Regions from separate parts of the Mus musculus genome. Here region 2 is linked to region 1. A link is a contact called in public promoter capture Hi-C data. All regions are on one chromosome and are shown on one strand. The core of a region is the stretch at or near the end of the contact, and the rest is flanking DNA. Distances in the headings are between cores, read along the strand shown.

What was found. Promoter capture Hi-C pulls out the DNA fragments that hold promoters and counts their contacts.
Region 2: a promoter capture Hi-C map of cranial neural crest shows a contact between it and region 1. The contact joins the promoter of Dock11 here to the promoter of Pgrmc1 in region 1.

What each region holds. Positions count from the first base shown.
Region 1 is chrX:36,595,496-36,602,505 of GRCm38.p6, forward strand. It overlaps Pgrmc1 (progesterone receptor membrane component 1), which reads left to right and starts at 2,698. Exons shown (of 3, transcript NM_016783.4): 1 at 2,698-3,119; 2 at 6,626-6,781. The coding sequence starts at 2,792.
Region 2 is chrX:35,883,856-35,890,204 of GRCm38.p6, forward strand. It overlaps Dock11 (dedicator of cytokinesis 11), which reads left to right and starts at 4,977. Exons shown (of 53, transcript NM_001009947.3): 1 at 4,977-5,177. The coding sequence starts at 5,076.

The DNA of each region.
Region 1 (7,010 bases), core at 1,448-3,947:
AAGATCCTTTCTCTATGATAACTCCAGCCTGTGTCAAGTTGACATACAAAACCTGCCAGTATACCATCGAATTCACACTGTATATAGTTTTTCATGCTATTTTCTCCCTGTATACGGAAACATAAATATTTTCCCATGATGTGATGATATTTGAATAATCCAACTATGATTTATCACAATATACAGTGAATTAATTAGCCACTTTATTTGAACTTGAACATTTGGGTTGTGTCCAGAGTTTCCATATCAAAAATGAATGTTTGATGAACATATTCCTAATGGAATCTTGGTCTTCATTCTAAGCAAGATGGATTCCTAGAAGTGGATTACTGGGACAAAAATTCTATTTCTAGAAGCGGGTTTCATGAAAACACTTATGGCTAACAAAAACTTATGCTGATGTTGATGTATGGGAACATCCTCCTCACTTTTCTACCAGCATGTTATTCGTTTCTGCTCTTTATACCCATCCTATACAAAGGTGGCAGATGACAATGGTATTTCCATGTATTTCTTAATTACTAACAAAACTGAACATTTTATATGCTTTTATTCACCACTGATATTTCCTCATTTTTCTCCATTATGACTAGAGGATTTCACTTGTGATTTTCTTTTCTTTCTTTTTTTGTTTCTTTCTTCTTTGCCACATGGTCTGTGAGTGTGGTATGTATTTGAGTATGCATGTGTGTGTATGGGGGGGTGTGCTTGTGTGGATGGCAGAGGTTGAAGTATAGTGTATCCCTTAATCACCCCCCCTTAGATAGCAGGGCAAAAGATAGTCTGTTAACCTGTTGCCCACTCCCCAGCTCTGCATTAAAGGCTAGCTGCCAAACCCTCATAGCTTTTATATGAGTGCTGGGGATGGTGAAGCTGGTCTTCCACTTGCATGCCAGTGTGTTTTGCCCACTAGGCCATTTCCTCAGCCTCTTAACGATCTTCCTATCAGTTAACATGAACACTGAAAGATAGATTCTTTTTTTTTTTTTTTTTTTTTAAATATTTATTTATTTATTATATGTAAGTACACTGTAGCTGTCTTCAGACACACCAGAAGAGGGCATCAGATTTCATTACAGATGGTTATGAGCCACCATGTGGTTGCTGGGATTTGAACTCATGACCTTTGGAAGAGCAGTCGGCACTCTTAACCGCTGAGCCATCTCACCAGCCCCCTTTTTTTTTTTTTTTTTTTGGCCATATTAGTTTCAAATGAAAACATTTTTCACAAGTTTGTTATTTTTTAAGAAATATCTTTGCTGCTCACAGTACTCTGTGAAAGGGATAACTGGATTCTAACCGGAGCTGAGTGCTCTCAGTTTGAGCTTGTTTCATGATGATTAAGTTGAAGAGTTTTGACAAAAGATCTGGAGGGGCCGGTTTAGCTAATCCTAAATTTAGCTCTGGGGGAAAAAATGTGTGGGCTGGATATAAAGAGTGTTTGACTCATTACACTTTAAGAAGATGGGGGGGGGCAGGGATTACAGCAGTGTTTGCCAAAAGTTTTCAGAATTTAGCCAATTCTCTGCACAAATCTCTTGCATGTAAGTGGTGTACAAACAGGATTGTATGGAAAAGTCGTGCCCTGCTCTGCAGATGTGTGCATGGCTTGGTTTTAATTATTCTCCTTTTTCTTATGTTACCGTTTCCCAATTACAATTTAAGGGGGGGGGCAGCCAGATTAGGTCTCTGAAAAATAGGCACAATCCTTGTTCCATAGAGGCCTGCTCCCGTGCAGCCTGTTTGCACACCAGAAGCCTGGGAATCTAAAAAGATAAAATCTAGGATCCTTCCAAACTCCAGCGTTTATCAGGGGCTGTGCTCAGGGTTACAGTGACTGCCAAGGGTAGTTTCCACAGACTTCAAATAGAAGAATGCTGTCAAGCAACGGAACTTTGAACATTATTCTGGTATTTCTATAGAAAAAAAAGGCTCAACAACAGAATGTCAGTTGTTGATTACTGGTGCCTTGTGACTAAGCATAATTGATGATTTCAAAAAGAAAAAAAAAAACTTTAAGAACAAACGCAAAATCTGGCGATCTGAGCTCCAGATTTTATAGAATTGACAGGCCTGTTACCTGACTGGCTGTCCTTTGGGTGTTAGTCCCACAGCTTTTGGGCAAGAATTGGAGGCGAACCATCCCAAAATGGATGTTCGAATAGTCTAGGACTGTAAGGTGAAAAGGAGTTGAAGGCATGATATTAGAGTATCCCAAAACAGCTACCTGGCTCTAAGGGTATGGCCCAGGGGAGAGAGTATAAGGGGCTTTAAAATAGAAGCGAAGCAAGAGAAATGCGACCTCATTTTAACTGACGTCATTTGCCGCGAGGAGCGGGCCCTAAAGTCAAGGCTTCCCCACAGGGTCAGCGGGAAGCTACCCACTGTACCCAAGAGACTGAGCTGTGTGTCTGCGAGCTGCACTATGATCTGAGGGTGCCCGGAAACCGGGGCAGAGGCCCAGCAGGTAGAACAGAGAGGTGGGCTGGGCTCGGTGGCCCTGGTTGACGGAGCGGTTGAGGGAGAAAGACCAAGACCCCCGAGGCTACATAGGGGGCCCGAAGCAGAGGCCGAACCAGGCCCAGCTTGCCCGAGCCAGCCCGAGCAGGGCGGGGCGCTTAGGTGGCCGCGAAGGGCGGGGGCTTATAGGCTCCGCCCCCGGAGCCCCGCCCCTCCCGAGCTTTTCTTCCTCTGTCAAAGAACGCTGCGCGCCACTGTTCGCTGGGAGGGCGGAGGAAGCGGACTGTTCCGGAGCTCTGCCTAGCCGGGCCCAACCTTTGCTCCAGAGATCATGGCTGCCGAGGATGTGGTGGCGACTGGCGCCGACCCGAGCGAGCTAGAGGGCGGCGGGCTGCTGCACGAGATTTTCACGTCTCCTCTCAACCTGCTCCTCCTGGGCCTCTGCATCTTCCTGCTCTACAAGATCGTTCGCGGGGACCAGCCCGGTGCCAGTGGCGACAACGACGACGACGAACCACCCCCGCTGCCCCGCCTCAAGCGGCGCGACTTCACCCCTGCCGAGCTGAGGCGTTTCGATGGCGTCCAGGACCCGCGCATTCTCATGGCCATCAACGGCAAGGTGTTCGACGTGACCAAAGGCCGCAAGTTCTACGGGCCTGGTACGGAGGCAGGGCCAGGGGGTCGTGGAGACAAAAGAGGGGACCCTGGCGTGGAAGCGGGGCGGGAGAGAGGCCGGGGGAGGTGGGGCGCCCCCGTGGGAGGGTCGGAGGGAAGGCGGGCAGCAATGGGAGCGGGCCGGGGGCACGAGGCTCTGGGTGGGTGGGGGTGCGTACGGGGGGATGGGATGCCCGAATGAGGCTGAGCCTTGGAAACCGCGGGTGGGAGGGACAGCGAGGTCCGAAGCCCCGGGATATTAGGGAACTTTTCGAAGGTAGTGGGCTTTGGGGCGGGGGTCCTGAAAAGAGGGGGAGACTTCGGATTTGAGGGGAAAAAATGAAGGTGTCTCCAGAGAGGCCCAGACACTTGAGAAGACGTGGAGGCCGATGACGCCGGAGGAGCCATGGTGGAATGTAAGGGTGTGTAAAGAGAGAAAGTGGAGAAGGGGATTAGTGTCAGGTAAAGCAGCATTGTTCCTGGCGGAGAATGTGTGTGTGTGTGTGTGTGTGTGTGTGTGTGTGTGTACACTGTGTGCATGCGCAGTGAATGTGTGTTTGGTGTACACCGTTTGTCTGGGGGGTGGCGCTTGGAATGTGACATGTGTTAGGTATGTCTTTGGTATGTGTATGTGCGTGCAGAGTGGGGTGGACTCAGGCTGGATGATGAATAAGCGACCAAGCTTGGTTGGATGCATTAAGAGCAGTGTGTGGTGGACTATGGTAACATGGTGAGATGGTCAGAAACACCATATTTAGTGTATGATAGAGTGGGGAGACTGGGAGGTGGAAAAAATAAAATGAAATGAAACGGGGGTGGGAGGGAGGAGTGGAAGGGTCCTGAGAAACAATAGGGTAAGGCTGTGAAGCCCGATGGGTGGGGGGATTTCAGGAAAAGCCAACCAAGGGGAAAACAAGAGATGGACAACTCCCCAGAAATGAGGCTTTTCCAAACTGGATTGCCTATCACAATCACCTGATGCTTATGAAAAATACAGATTCTTGGCCTGACCATCCATAGCCACACTTAGATCTCTGGGGCAGGGGAGAGGGCTAAAAAGATCTACATTTTACTCCTCTGCTGTAGGGAAATGGGGAATCAGCCAGATTTAGAAAGCCCTGCTTTCTAGAACATTTAGAGAGGAAGAAGAGGCTTTAGCTCTCCCAATATGGATTCCTCTAAGCACCAGGAACTCGGGGCTGGGGGGTGGGTATGTTCACATGCTCATTGGTCTGAGAGGGAAGACTAGCCAGCACTAATCCAAACCAGACATACCCACTCTGTTACGTCTCAGAGTCCAGCCAATCAAAAGCACATGTGCCAAAGGCTTTTTAGTGAACTCTCACTCTTCCTTTCTGCTTTCAGACATTTTAGAAAATTACGTTCTGTAGGCATGTGACTGCAAAATAATAGGAAAACTACATATTGTTTGTCACTGTAGTCACACATTATCCATAAACAATGGTGTAATTACCCATAATTATTAAGCTAAACCATAAGGTAATCAACACAAATGCACGAGGCCTCGTCATCTGGTTGTATTTGCAAAGTCATCACATGGGGATCCTCCGTGCTTTCAGAGAGCACAGCTGGAGTCAAGCTGTCTCCATTCTAACCAGGTAGGTTACAGTTTGCAGAGTCATCCTGCCGGATATCGATGTGTGTACTGGAACAGCTACAACTAGGAGTCAACCTGCACTCTACATTCTAGCCTCGCTGTTGTCCCTGACCAGCTGTGTGATCTGGTGCAACGCCCTATGGTCTCAAGGCCTTAGTTTTCCCTCTGGGAACATAAAAAGACAAGCACGCCCCCAGTGTGAGGAGGCCAAGGAACACTGATAGTATCATAGTGGAAATATTTTCTGTTACAGAGTACTCTTAGAAGTGAAGCCATTTGAGTGTCTAGTACTCTGTACAGCACAGTCGTAGATGCTAGCGAGTAGCAGTGAGTGAAAAACACAAAGCTCTGCTCACCAAGCATCTAGTTAATATGCTTTGTAGTGAACAAAATATACTCTCCAAAGACTATTAATATTTGCCTTAGATCTTGTTTAAGTATGCATTACCAGTCCAGGGACTGTAATTTCTAAAATGGTAAGAGTCCAAACCAAGACTTTGACTTTGTTTCCAAGCACTAGGTGATACTATTTCCATTAGCAGTATATATTTTGTGAAAAGCATATGAATTTTGTTCTTTTTAAACCTTCTCTAGTGGCAGCATGCAATGAGGACTGAAACCAACCCCTATTTTAGAATCTTAGTTGCATTTACAAGATGATCCTAAGGGTTTGAAGTATATCTCAGCACTAGGGTGCTTTCCTAGAATATGCAAAGCCCCAGTCCTACAAAAAATGGATCTTAATATGTTAGAAAGAAAAACAGTTTGGTCGACTAAAGTTTCAGATAACCACACTGTAATGAAATACCAGCCATTCCTAGTTGGTATGACGATTTTAATGTCAGAGTTGCTATCTAGCCTCCTTTTGGGAAAACGAGGCATTGCTTAAAGTACTCCGAATTCCTTTCATTTGTTTGTGCAATATTTAACTCTAAATAACCACTTCAGGTGGATTCAGATTGATCCACTGTCCTCAGACAAAAGCTTGCTATGATGTTATACATAGTAGCATTTTTCAGGTTTTAGGAGATTATTTGAAGGCGTTGATTGCAGCCCTTTTCAGTGAAAATTTTAGTGTTTTCACTGCTGTTTACACTCATTTGTATGCTTACACTTAATAATAGTACCAAAACTGATCTCCCTTGTTGTGAGTTCTGATTTAAATAAGACAGTAAAGGTTATATAACGCAGAGAGGCTTTGGAACCACTGGTATTTGTAAAATGATTGTTCTTGCAGATGCCTTAGGGTTCATGACTTGCAACTAAAGATCATTTAAAACATATCAGAATATGTTGATAAGAAAATGTTTTCATTTACACATTAGTGGTTAGAAACTGTAACTTTGACTGTCTTGGCTCAAGCACCCAGAATAGAGCCAACCTGTAGATACAAAGTCTTTGAGCTGAATTCTAACCCATGGAGTGTATAATCAAACAATCCCCATTAAGGCCACCGTCAAAAGAACTACTTGAGCTTATATTAGCTATGTGCAGGACATAGATTTCAAATGCTACACATCTTTATTTCATTTTACTTATCAAAGTGACAGTAAGTCTGTCAATGCCCTTATGTAATGATCAAAGTGTATTCGTGCAGCTCAATAATGGAATGTGAAGCCAGGAAGTGGTGGACTCCTTTAATCCCAGCACTCAGGAGGCAGAGGCAAATGGATCTCTGTGAGTTCTCTGTGGCTATTCTGGTCTACAAGAGTGAGTTCCAGGACAGCCAGGGCTACACAGAGAAATCCTGTCTCAAAACAAACAAACAAACAAACAAATTAAAAGGAGGCTTTTGGTGTTGAAAGCAAGGAAGCCGTCTTCTGTTTACGTGAGCCAAGGAAAAGTGTATTATCTAATAAAGAATCTGTCTTTGGTTTCATTTTGTCTTTAAAGAGGGGCCATATGGGGTCTTTGCCGGAAGAGATGCATCCAGGGGCCTTGCCACATTTTGCCTGGACAAAGAAGCACTGAAGGATGAGTATGACGACCTTTCTGACCTCACCCCTGCACAGCAGGAGACCCTGAGTGACTGGGACTCTCAGTTCACTTGTAAGCATTGCTTTATATTTTGCCTAGATCAAATTTCTACCAGTAATGCAGATTTATGATCAAACAATAGCTATGAGTAAGCACCCTGAAATCGGGTGCATTTTGATAGGCTCCTGAATCTTGGACAGGTCAAGTTCATGACATAAAGGAATGGTAGCAGTGCTGAGTCACTTACTATGATGACATACCAAGTTTTCTTGATATGTGCATTTTTGCATGAAAGGATATA
Region 2 (6,349 bases), core at 3,727-6,226, 710 kb before region 1:
ATTCAACTTCCATGGGATCCAATGCCCTCCTCTGACCTGTGTAGGCATCAGCCATGCATATAGTACACACACATACATGTGAACAGAGTGCACATATTCATTAAATAAACAAATACATAAATCTAAAGCGATGAAAAAGAAAGAGATATGGATATGAGTGTGTAGACACTATTCAGCTCCCTGCAATGACCATTCAAGCGTTATAAAGATGTCAACAATGCTCAAAAGGTGGGCACAGTATTACAATTGTTTATGCTGTTTTATTTTTATCAATTCTCATTGGAAAAGGCTCACATAATTTGTCCCAAATAGCTTTTAAGTGCTGAACCTTCTCCTAAGCCTACCCTGCATTTGACTGTTGTGCATGTGAAATGTGGCTCACATGATGGAGGAATGGCATTTATGTTTCTTAATTAACATATTTTTAAACATACAAACAAGCAGGGTTTAAGTGCACGCAGTTGCAGTTCCAGTTAGATAATAAAATGTAAAGACCCCCTGTTTCTATTTTCCACTCATGAGACACTTCCACACCCTCTTAATTTACAATAAGGATATAATTATAGGCATTGTTTTTCTTAAGTAATATAATTTTACAGCTTCTTCTCCTTCTACAACACCACCTCCATCTCCTCCTCTCGTTTCTTTGAGACTAGTTCTTTTTGACAGTCTGAGCTGGTCTCAAACTCTACATTCTTCAGGGTAGCTTCAATCTTTGAAGTCACAATCCTCCTGCCTCATTCTTCTGACTTTTGGGATTGCAGGCCTGCACCACCATGCCTGGCTAAGATGATGTTAATGTGACAGGTGAATTTATGAGAAACATCCAAGCTATTTTAACAAATGTAGATAAGAAATGACCTAATGAAATGTCCTTTTGGAGGCTGAAGAGGCTGCCACTACAATTTCTCTTTACCATGGGAGCACAGTATCTGCATCCCACTCATTCTTCAATATCCAGCTCTAATAGCCTCTCCTTCAGAAGTGCTCCATAGATGTGCTCTCTATCGCTTTTTTAAAACTTGGAATAAGCTCCTATCCCAGACTACCCTGAACCACAAACACATTCTCATTAAACTTCCACTTTTTTTCATTAAGGAAACAGACAATGCCATTAATTTATCACCTGCCCAGTAGAGAGGACCACTTTTGATGTGTAAGTAATTAAAGAGAAGTGCTAAAGCAGAAAATGTAAAACCTATGCTCTCATGAATGGGCATGGAGTCCACACAATGGCCAATGGCTGGATGGTGTTTGCACACCATCAACATGACATACACTTCCCATGGCTCACAAGCCTGAAGAAACTGCTACTTTCCTGGCTCCATCTCTTACCTTTCACTTCAATCCTTTAACCTCTGGGGGGTCGTTAAAAATTCTGATCTTTGAATACATTACCTCTGCCTCCATCTTCAGAATATTCCTTGCATTCTTGCTCTACCTGCAGCGCCCCCCCCAAGAGGCTTTTCTTTTTTCTTTTTTTTTAAAAGATTTTATTTATTTATTTTATATATATATGACGAGTACACTGTAGCTGTCTTCAGAGACACCAGAAGACGGCATCAGATCCCATTACAGATGGTTGTGAGCCACCATGTGGTTGCTGGGAATTGAACTCAGGACCTCTGGAAGAGCAGTCAATGCTCTTACCGCTGAGCCATCTCGTCAGCCCCAAAGAGGCTTTTCTTGACCACACTGTCCACATTAGGACCCCAGGTCCATTGACTCTATCGCATTACTTTAACTCTCTGTATGGAATTTATTTTGCTGAAATAAACATGCTCATTTGTTTACCATGGAATCCCAGCTCCATGGGAAGAGGGACTTCTGTCATGTTCAAAGCTGAGTACCTTCTGTGGCTCAGAAGAACCTTCTAAGGATGCTTTTGACTAAAGGAAACACAACACTTGACTACCTAAAAGTGACATAAAGGGTTAGAGATATAATTCAGTTAGTAGAGTACTTGTCTGGCATGCACAAAGTCCTTGGTGTGATTCCCAGCACTGCAGCTACCAGATGTGAGTTCAAGTCAAGCTTTAGTTACAATGGAGAGTGTCAAAGCAGCCTGGCAGAGTGAGACTGATTGACTCAAGTATTAAGTTTCTGTCCATGAAAGAAATCCAGAGCTAAGTAGTATAAAAGTAGATTTGATGGATCAACACTGCTGAATTCTGGTTTGGCTTCTTTGAAGTTGTTTACAATACAGCTACCCAGGGTTGATTCTTCACATACAAAAATACATCACTCTAGAGAAGAACGAAGAACACAGGTCTCTCTCTCTCTCTCCTCTCCTCTCCTCTCCTCTCCTCTCCTCTCCTCTCCTCTCCTCTCCTCTCCTCTCCTCTCCTCTCCTCTCCTCTCCTCTCCTCTCCTCTCTCTCTCCTCTCCCCCCTCTCTGTATTTACATATTATGTATTTCATGTGTGTTGTATAGGACTACCCTTCAAGCCAAACTGTAAGATGTAAAGGCCCCTTGCTTGTTTGTTTGTTTGTTCATTCTGTTTTGTTTGTTTGTTTGCTTGTTTTTTGAGACAGGGTTTCTCTGTGTAGCCCTGGCTGTCCTGGAACTCACTTTGTAGACCAGGCTGGCCTCGAACTCAGAAATCCACCTGCCTCTGCCTCCCAAGTGCTGGGATTAAAGGCTTGCACCACCACTGCCCTTGCTTCTTGCTTCTACTTTCCACTCATGAGACACCTCCCCACCCCCTTAATTCACATATAAGGACAACTGTATCCTAATTTTACATGGCCTTGGGAGCTCTCAGAAGAGGTATAGGATATAAGTAAGGAAGGGGATTCATCTACTTTGCTGCCTTGTGTTAAGCTATCATCCCTGAAGGGTGCAGACCTTTCAATGTTACTGCTTTCATGTCAGCCATTAACATCTCATGTATTGCTTTGTAAGTAAGTCTAATAAGGTCCTTGTTCCCCCAGGTGAATTTTGGAGGAACTGTACCTTTGAGGGTCATTGGGACTTTAGCAGGAGGGATAGATGTTGTTTACATCTTGCCCAAGGAAGGAATTTTAGCAATAGTGTGTAAATGTTTTGCCTGAATGTGTGTATGTGTACCACATGTGTGCCTTGCGCCTGAAGAGGTTAGAAACACTGGAGTGATCTCCCTGTAACTGTACTTTGGGGTCGTTGTGAGCCACAATACAGGTGCTGGGAACTGAACCCATGGCTTCTGCAAGAGCAATGAGTGCTCTTGACCTCTAAGCCATCTCTTTATTCTCAGAGGGGACTGGACTCTGCTCCATGATCTGAACATTGAACCTATAGACTGGGAAATAAACACCTTCTCTTTCTGTCAAGGTGGAGAACTTACCCAGGAGTCCTCTTGGTCTGCTGTCTTACACCTATTGCCCCAAACTGAGTAGGATTCTATGCCATCGTACAGTAGAGAGTTGAACATGGGTTAATATTCACCAATTATGATTCATCAGTACCTAGAGCACTACCTTTCTTTCCTAAGCCCTGTGCCTCTGCCTTGTACCTGAAGCAGTGAATCTGGAGTTAGCAAGGGAAAACATGCTAGAGTATTCTGGAGGTCAACAACTAGGAGCCAGACACACAAATATTCACCATTCATTGAACACATAGCATGAATTTGTGCTGATCCACCTGCAGGTAACAGTTTCCACCCCGACCCCCAACACACACACACACACACACACACACACACACACACACACACAGAGTGAGGTCAACATGCAGGATAATGCCTGTCCCTTAGAGCCCTTCCATGTCCCAGGTCCTGGAGGAACCCTCCATCTGTGCCTTATCAGGATCAATGAGAAGGTGGCCAAATGGGCTTGCTGCTAGGAGACTTGGTCTTTTCTGGGTTCCTGGAGTCCATTCCCATGCTCTTGTTTCCATAACAAAGTCCTTGTGTAGGTGTGTGACTGTGTGCTCTTTGAAGGCCTGAGAAGTGTGGAAAGTGCCATTTGGGCACCGGTAGAAATCCTCAAAAAGGATTAGACCCCTGGTGATGGGCCATTTCAAACTTAAAACAAAACAAAAAAAAATGAAGTGGGGCCTTTCATTTCAGAATTAAGGCCTTGTTTGTGTCTAAGCATGCATGCTTTACACCTAGTCAGATGTTCTGGGGAAATTAAGGAAAGGGTGAGATGGTTGCAGAGCACAGGTAAAAGCTAGAGGATTGATAGGTCCTCCAAAAGCCTTCCCAGTGAGCACTAGGGCCACTCCTTCTGGAATCACTGCAGAACCACACAATTCATCAAAGGCTCTGGGGTCTCTCACCACCCAGCTATCCCTGCCTGGGTAAGACTCACTTCTAGAAGCCTGTCCCCTGGTTGCCCTATGAAGTGGATGCCTGGGTGGGGAAATGAAGGGGGTTGGGTACAGACCCAGACAAGTCTTTCCTGCAGCAAACCCGCTCTTCCTTCCTTTGACATAGGGCAGACCCAACCAGGCTGAGTACACAATAGGAGCATGCTGCTTCCATGTTGTTTCCCAGCCTCTAGCCGCCTGGGACCCAGGGGCTTGCAGGTTGGGGGCAAGTGAGATTTTTCCCACCGCCTCACTGCTCCTGAAGTCTTAAGGGAGGCAGAGGTCTCTGGAGGCCCCAGCACACCCTAGTCTTGGAGACATTTCATCACCCACCTCTGACCCCCTCCCGCGCCATACACTCGGAAAAAGAAGCAGCCTCATCTCGCCTCCCGGATGCGGCTGCACCAGCAACATCAGCTGCGGGCGGAGCCCGGGTGCTTGCCACTTCCCCCTCTTCCCGCGTGACCCTCGCCCCCACCTCCAGCACTCCCTCCCCCTCCAGGAGACACACCCTCCTTCTTAGGCCACTCAGGTCGGGGCCCTTGGTGAGAGGGAGCAGCCGCCGCCGCCCGGCAGGACCCAGAGCCTGCAAAAGCTAGAGCAAAAAGGAGGGAAAGAGGGAGGAGCGGCGCGCGGGAGGAGGAGCCGCGGGAGCTGGGCGCGGGGCGGCGAGCTGAGATGTGGCCGGCCCGTCGGCGTGTAAACACAGGCAGCAGCAGCAGCAGCGGCCGCCCGGGCCCGGGGCACTGAGCGCTCCCGCCGAGACCTGCCCGCCACCTCTGCCATGGCCGAAGTGCGCAAATTCACCAAGCGGCTGAGCAAGCCAGGCACGGCAGCCGAGCTCCGCCAGAGCGTGTCGGAGGCCGTGCGGGGCTCCGTGGTGCTGGTGAGTGGTCGAGCGACGGGGAGTCCCGGGGGGGGGGGGGTTCGCTCACACCGGGAGCAGCGCGGTGGCTTCCCGCGCGCGCGCTGGAGACCACGGGCAGGATGGGCGCAGCTGCGGTCGAGCGCTAGGAGCTCTCTTTTTCCTCTGTTCTACTTAAGTTTTCGCTCTGGCAACCGGCTGCCTGGGGGTGGGAGTCTCAGGCGCCACGGGACAGCGCTCTGGCTACCCCACCAGCTTGCGCTGGGCTGGAAGCTGAATGGCACAGCGGGTTTCACAGAGCTGCGGCCGGAGAGTGGGTCTCCACCCCAGCGGGGGCGGCTGAAAGCTTCAGATCGCACCTCCCGCTCCCCCGGACCCCCGCACAAAGAGCTGGAGATTAGGGCACGAGGAGATCCGGATCCCTTTAAGAGGGCACCTGGGGCAGCCTAGGCGGAAGGATGCGATGAGCACAGATATACTTGAGTGCGGATACACATCGGGTACACGCGCGCACACACACACACTCACTTACACACACAAAAAACCCCACCCAAAAGCCCAGGGCGCCCAAGCTCTGGCGGGCGATGTGGACAGAGGAAGCATAGCGACTTCCTCCTGCTACTGGGGAGAGGGAGGGTGGTGATGGGTGTTGAGGGGTACTGCCAACTAAGACAGAGGGAGAGGATTGGAAACAACGGGGGTGGGTCTGCGCCTGAGTGGGTTTTGAGTCTGTATCCTCTGGGAGAGGATGGTTCTTAAGACTTGTGAGCGATTGGAGGCAAGAGGATGTGGGAAGGACTGGATGTTGCTGTGTAAGGATGAAGACCCTAGAACCAGACGCCTACGTAGACTATTGGGGATGTCTTGGCGGCGGGTAGAGCTGGGGGATGGGGATTGGAGAGTGTTCTGACACCCCCCTCGGGGAACCACCCCTCCCCCGCACGCCAGCGCACCCTCATCAGTCCTGTTCAGATGGTCTAAATCTGGAGGGAAGCCTTGGATGGTAAGGGGCACTTGCTCCTTTGCTTTTAAAGGCTCCCATTGCCAATTTTTTGGACTAGGGACCAAACCTTAAATAAGCAGTGGGACTAAATCATTAGCGTGCTTTTTTGTTACTTTGTTTTGCAGGAGATTTGCTGGCTTTTGTCTCTTTCCACTCCTATATTATTTCATGTCATTCGCTGTGTTTAAAT